Regions from separate parts of the Thunnus thynnus genome. Here region 2 is linked to region 1. The links are chromatin contacts, called in public Hi-C maps. All regions are on one chromosome and are shown on one strand. The core of a region is the stretch at or near the end of the contact, and the rest is flanking DNA. Distances in the headings are between cores, read along the strand shown.

Region 1 (3,756 bases), core at 491-2,990:
CTCTGTGAAGAAAAGATTTGACTAGTACAAAAACACTAAACTAAATTAGATTACCCTAAACAGCACAACAGTACAACATTTTATGCAACACATTCATGAAGCTAATTTGCTTTCCCTTTTGCATGAATGATGTCTCAACTCGATCTATCTCTATTATCTTTTTCTGTTACTGCCAGTAGTCTTGGGGGAAATCAATTAGGAAACTTCATTTTTTGCCTGGATTCACTCACTGGCCAGTCTGTTTAAGTAATATCATGTATCAGTTATACACTATTGCCTCATTTGCACAAGGACACACACCGAGACACAATGTGACAATGACACACAAATACAGAAGCAAGCTTTGTATAATAGTTTCAATAGTAAAAACTGCATTATCTGACATCACCAACATTTTATATTATAAAATATACCCAAATGTTTGTCACTTATGTTCAATTCAAACAACAAATAATTATACCTAATTATACTTTATTTACAGTTTGTATCCTGTATTTGATGCATCCTTACTATTTAGGAGCAGTGTAGGGGTGGGGAGTGACTCTGATCATTATAAATACCTGGCATACATGTCTTTTGTTTTTGGGTGAAAGTGTCCGTACAAATAGACAGGGAACATGCAAATGAAAAGCCCCAGCTGAGCCTAAAAGTCTTTCATATATATCATATATATTTATCACACTTAGTCCTCTCAAAGCCTTGCATCTCCACAAAAAACACTTCTGAAACTGAAAGAAATCAGTTGATTAGTTTTTCCACTGACATCCCTGTACTTCTAAAGTAATAAAATGACATTAGCGTGTGAACTTAAGACTGTCTTTCAAGAAATGACTTGGGTTCAGGCCACATATCAGCACATCTCAGCGATGCATACCTCCTAACTCCAGGGTCACTACTCTGTTGTTTATTGAACCAACACCCTGACCTCTGTGCAGGAGTGCAGGTAAAAACAAATCTCCCACTTTAGTGAAATATCACTCTTATCAGTTCTTTTCTTGACCGACATTGAGTTTTGTGGAAGCTACACGAGGGACGTGATGCATGCATGCATGCGCCCAGTGGAGGTCACTGTTGTGTGTGAGTTCACTGAGCTGTCTGTGTCATTCAGGGCAGTGTTTCTCACCAAAACAAACCATGAGTATCAGCTGACCTTAGACTTACCTGTATCCAGATGTGTGTGTGTGTGTTTTCTAGTGTGAGAGCCAGTGATGTGTGCAGGTTCTCCCCACTGTGTAAGACAGTGGTTCTCAAAGTGGGGTCCGGGGACACCTAGGGGTCCTTGAGGGGGCTCCAGCGGGTCCCCAGCAAAAAGGGGGAATCATTTATTTTCACTATAATTCCATCCATCAGTAACACATGATAGGATGTATGACTATTTTGGTCATGGGTTTCATACATTTTCTGAAATGAAACATCTAAAAGCAGAAAGCGTATTAGATGGGGGTCTGTGGTCTAATTTATGACAGTTTAGGGGTCCTTGATGTGAAAAAGTTTGAGAATCACTGGCGTAAGACACAACAGCTTCCACTTGAGAAAGCACTGCAGCAACCGCACACCTCACCTCACATAACAGCATGCACAGAGAGAGAGAGAGAAAGAGAGAGAGAGAGAGAGAGAGAGAGAGAGAGGGAGAGGGAGAGAGAGAGAGAGAGGTGGGCGGGGTGAGAGAGGGAGGGTGGGACTTTAGAGGGGTAACAAACGCCCCCCTATGATACTTTAATATCCAATTAGCTCCAAGCAGACGCAGGCAGGCATCAGCACAGGGACAAGTTGACGGCAACAACACGCAGTTCATTCATTTTTACACCGGCAGGCATGCTTCATGGAGCCATCAGCACTCCTCTTGCCGCCTGGACACAGAGTTGTTCCACTTTCCTCTGTCTGCTTCTGAACTTTTCACGGCTGTAACACTATGGACCCGCTGTGGACGGACACCGGCGCTCCGGTACGACATGCAAATACGTACTCTGACGTCGGCGATCATGTGGCTTTTGGCGTAGATCCTCCTTGTGATCGCCAATTTTTTTCCTTTCCTGTCGCCTGTTGTCTGCTCGGCTATTGGACCGCCGTGGGAGTGTTTAAAACAGCCTCGGCTCGTTTTGTCGGGTTAGCAGTCGCTTTGGGATTGTACCGCACTACCTGAGCATCGCGCCAAAACGGTGGGCAGGTAAGAAACGGATCAACTCTTCCTCTGTTTTTCAAACGGCTCCCACCCCCCCTACCCCCCTCCACCCCCTCTTCCTCCTCTTCCTCCTCCTCCTCAAAAGTCCCTCAAGTTAAAACTGCATGTAGTTGTTTGTTTGTGCCTCTCTCATGGCTTGCCCTGCCTTTGCGTGGCTCCCAAACACCCACACGCCTCCGTATAAATATTTTAACTTGTCTAGCCGCATGAACTTTGCCTGCCGCTGCCGTTTACACCTGCCTCCTGAGACAATGTGTCCGCCAAGTTGGTAATTGGACGTTTTTCGCCCCCCCGCGTTTAAGTTTCACTTTGATACATTATCGTGACCGTGGAGGGAGACGGCGGAGAGGAGAAACACCGTGTCTACTTTTCCTCCTCCCCGTGTCGACATAACCAGCAAAACATGGCCGTCCTTTGCCGACATGTTGTTACGTCGATGGCGAGAGGGGGAACATTTGGGGAGAGGGGTTTTTCTTTTTTTTTTTTTCTGCGCCCCTCTGTCACATCTCGGGTTGGCCCGGTGGAAACGGCCGTTCAACTCCGCACCGCCTGCCACCGTCTCCGCTCACAGCTTTCAGCGGCACCGGGGTTTGAGTGCAACTTTGGGAGTCCGACGTTGTTTATAGACTTTGATTTGCGCGACTCCGTGATGTAGGCGTAACGTTACCCCTGGTGATGCCTCCTCCCCTCCCAGACCGCCGCTGTTACTGCATGCAGACAGATGGGCAGACAGTGCCGTAGCACAGGAGCTCACTTCTTCTATCCTCTCATTGCAGTAGGCCTGTAACTGCTGTAAAAAAAAAAAAAAAAAAAAAAAAAAAAGTCAGGCGTGGTCCTTTTTTTTTTATTCAGGATATTAACTTTGGTCGTGAGAGTGCCCCAGACTGTAAATGTAGTCAGACTGTGTGCAGCCATGCTCTGGAGTCAACACAAATGTGTCCTCAGTGCACCCTGTAATACGTTCAGGAGGGATAGTGGTTGTTAATTTCATGGTCTTGCTTCCCTCGTGAAGTCACTGTGTACACAAACAGATATAGAGGACAAGTATTAAGCACAGCGCATGGCATAATAGTAAACACAAAATATATAAACAGATGCATACAGTTCAAATAATTCTGCTTGCTCCCAGGGTAAAGTGAATATCATCTCCTGCTTTGTATTCTCCATCATCATGTGATAATAACAACCACATAACACACACATAATATCATACAGGTATGTTTTAGGTAGACCCTAGGAGACCGTGCTGTAAAGTTTATCCAAGGTCACTGTAAACTGTACATAAAGGAGTCCCCATCTGACTTTGTCTCCTTGCTTTTTAGTATTATGACATTGTTTGGGCAGCATTCACACTCCGTACAACTAAACATTCTCGTTTTTGTTGTAAAACTGCCATACATGTGTCATCTATTGGGCCTGTAATTGTATTCTCACTGCAGGATGGACCCAACGGTTTCGTTTTGATTTTTATTGATGATGATGATAATGATGAAGGAAAAAATAAGGCATGAACGTGACATTTCCGAGAACCGAGACACTCGGGGATGTTAGGCAGGAACACACCGGCTGAATCC
Region 2 (3,403 bases), core at 142-2,641, 220 kb before region 1:
TAACCTATTTGTATTTTAAATGTAAATGTAGTATCCATAAAGATTGGCCATGTTTATGTTATAACTACAGTTACAGAGAGATCATTGCACATCCATATATTGGGATGGCCTAAACTGATGCTTGTTGTTCTGCAGTTCAACTGCAACTGAAAAGTTGCACATAATCTGCAGCAACAGAACGGAGATTCTATTTTGTTCATAATATGAACCCATCCAGCCAATCACGAAGGGATAATATTCATCAGGATGTTGCACGCAACCAGTGGTCACTATATTTCAGTACAATCCAGTATCGAGACCATGGATGTATTATAAGATCTTATTATACATATATATAGTATTGAGACTGAGCTCTGTGTGCTCACTACCGCCATCCACTGAGTATTGTGGGAGAATACGACTGCAGGATTGACAGGGGGAACACAGTATCAACATGGGGTTTTTATTGATGTATTGTTTGCTTGGTTGCTAACGTCAAGTTGCATTGACGCTGAAATGAGAGACCCCTTCCGTTGGATCATGAAAGGTCTTAATTCAAATTAAATTAAATAGTTTCCCTGTTTTTTTATCCCTCTTTGCGAGAAAAGGATAGCATCTCAGCTAAGGGTGCTAAGCTAATAATATAATATGTCAATTGGACTAGGACTGTGACTGCTGTCTACCACTTGTCCAACACCGAGACCAAATTAACAAGACTTCTACCTGTCGGTTTGGTAACTTATTCTCGGTAAAGTTCCAATAGTTTAATATTACCGAGCCTGCGGTACAAGCTAGAAAGTAATACAAGTTAGCCTAACAGACTCTTAACTGCACGTTTCAAACTGCAACGACAGGCGAAATATGTCATGTTGCAATGCTACCAAAATTGTGAAATCTCTCTTTTCATGGTGTGGCTGGATCTTGCAGCAGGACACATACTAGGTCGAGATGTTGGGGGTTTTAATGCTCATTTGCTGGCTACTGTGTGGCTAATGTGCTAACTAGCAACATGTTCCTCAACTGTACTTTGAGCTACGTACAGCGCGACCAATTACATTGCTACATCGTCTGTGTCATCCAATCATAGGGGGGCAAAGGCGGGTCTTAATCGTTCCGAGGCTTGGAAAACGACGGCAGCACAGAGGCCCAAAAAGGAGGCTAACATCGACCTCTGAAACTGTCACCTACACTATCGAGACAGAACTTGAAAACACCCGAAAGAGCGGTCTTTTGTTTCATGAAAAGCGACTTGGGTAATAATAAGGTAATATAGTGACAAATGCACTAAACTTACCTCTAATTAAACGACTGTTCCCACTGTCCGCGCTTTTTGCTGCTAGACACAAATGGCGTACCGTAGCATGAGCCATGCGTCACATGAAGAGGCGGTCCGCTCGCTGCATCTCTGTTTTTTCTTTTTTTTTCCTTTTTTTATTAAGCACAAGGAAACAAGACAGCGAATAAACAAAATGCAGTATAGAATTCAATCAACAATGGTGGAAATTATGCTACAACACGGACAAATACAAATAACACACTAAAGAGGTATCATTATACTTAAAATCAAGAGGGAAAAAGTTGTTTTTTTAAAAACAAAACAAACAACAAAAAAGTGCAAGATAAAAGACATTAAAATGGCAAGGACCGAGATAAAGATGAATACAATTTTTTAGCCTCTCTATTAGTTTTTTCTATATTTTTTAGCAACTTGAAGTAGTTGGCAAAATATATACGAATACGGTGAAAGAGGGCCTTTCCACTTACAAGTATGTAACGTTATATGATATTTATCCAAAATAATCACAAGATTAACAGTATCTGAAATGTTTGCATCCAAGCTGTCCATAAAATAAATTATAGCATTGTAAGTAAATGAAGGTATGTTATCCATTTCTAATGACAACCAATTATGAATATTGGACCAAAACAAATTAGCATATGAACATTTAAAAAATACATGTTTTCAGCCTCTGAAGAACAAAAGATGCAAGGATCCACTTCACATTTAAATCTTATTGTGTAGAAAATCACTAAAAGGGTATAGCTATTGCTGATACTTTTTTAAAATGAGTTTCTTTGACTTCAAGAGCAATAGGACATGATAGATAAAAAGAACAGGATTGTCTCCTTAAAGGGGCCTCTATATTATCCTATACAGAGCATAAGTCCCCCCAATTTTTTTGTTTAAAAACCAGAATAACTGTTCTGTTATCACATCTTTTATCCAACAAATTGACATAACAGACTTTTAGAGAAGGCAAAAAAGTCACAATCGAAGACAATTGCACACTTCTTTGTATCATCTGAAGTAAAGGAATGGGAATGGCTTTACAGATTTTGTCATACTCTTTTCTTGAAAGAGTAGTTTTATACTTATGGTAAAATCTTCAAAGGATAACAAGTGTCCACAATAAAGAATTGTTTAGTGAGAAATTGTGGGTAAATGTAATTTTTCCAAAATGTCTCAATACCTTGAATGTTAATAATAAAGGACAGAGATACACTACTGTTTATATCACTATAAAACATCTGAAAAACATTTCAAAAGCTTGTTCCAAAACCAAACATTTCCAAGGCTTTAAACAAAAGGTGGTGTTCTAAAGCATCAAAAGCTTTAAAGAAATCTAAGAATAAAATTGAGCTATCATGTGGGATCAGTGAATTATAATCAAGTATATCTAAGACTAATCAAGTATGATTATGAATATTTCACCCTTTGATAAATGTGGACTGTGTTTCATCAGTTATCTTGCTCAGCCCTTCCTTAGGTCTATTAGCATAAACATGCTAAAAGCTTGTAATCTCCACAAAGAAGTGTAATAGGCCTCCAATTGTCCAAAGATAATTTATTTTTGTTCAGTTTTGGTATAAGTGTGATTATACCTTGTTTCATAGTTGGTGACAAAATGGAGTTGACTTTACACTCTTAAAAAGCATCGTAAATCTCTAATTTCAGTCCAGGAGTGTTTGTAAAACTCTGTTGTGAGACCTGCTGGGGTCAGGTAACCTTCCATTAGACATATGTGAAATGGCAGTGTCCAGCTCTGCTCCTTTTAGCTACTGTTAGAACTTTGAAATTCTCACCTATTTTTGGGGTCCCGTCCTTTAACAAAAACAGGAAAAATCAGCTTCTTGATTAGAACAATAAAGAGTCTTATAAAACGTAAATATATGATTATCAATTGTATCCTGATCTTCACTCAAACAAAGATTAACATAGTGTATTTATTACTGTTTTGGCCTATTTTTTTCTAAATTAAAGAAGAACAAAGCTTGAAACAAGCAAACTGTTGTGAATAGAAAAACCATCATCAAATCACCAAATGCAGGAATATCTCTTTGAAGAATGGTGTTCATCAGCCTTGGCATTGATTCCACAGTCTCTGGAGCTCTACAGGAGGGATGAACATCATTCTTCAAAAAG

Evidence for each region. A called contact is a pair of places that touch in the nucleus more often than the background predicts.
Region 2: a contact with region 1 is called in a Hi-C map of muscle, with 8 times the contacts expected there. The contact joins the promoter of znf407 here to the promoter of zhx2a in region 1. A contact is called at or near these places in 3 of 3 Hi-C or Micro-C datasets (heart and muscle).

Annotation. Positions count from the first base shown.
Region 1 is chr10:25,134,359-25,138,114 of fThuThy2.1, reverse strand. It overlaps zhx2a (zinc fingers and homeoboxes 2a), which reads left to right and starts at 1,740. Exons shown (of 13, transcript XM_067602264.1): 1 at 1,740-2,167.
Region 2 is chr10:25,355,425-25,358,827 of fThuThy2.1, reverse strand. It overlaps znf407 (zinc finger protein 407), which reads right to left and starts at 1,391. Exons shown (of 10, transcript XM_067602268.1): 1 at 1,274-1,391.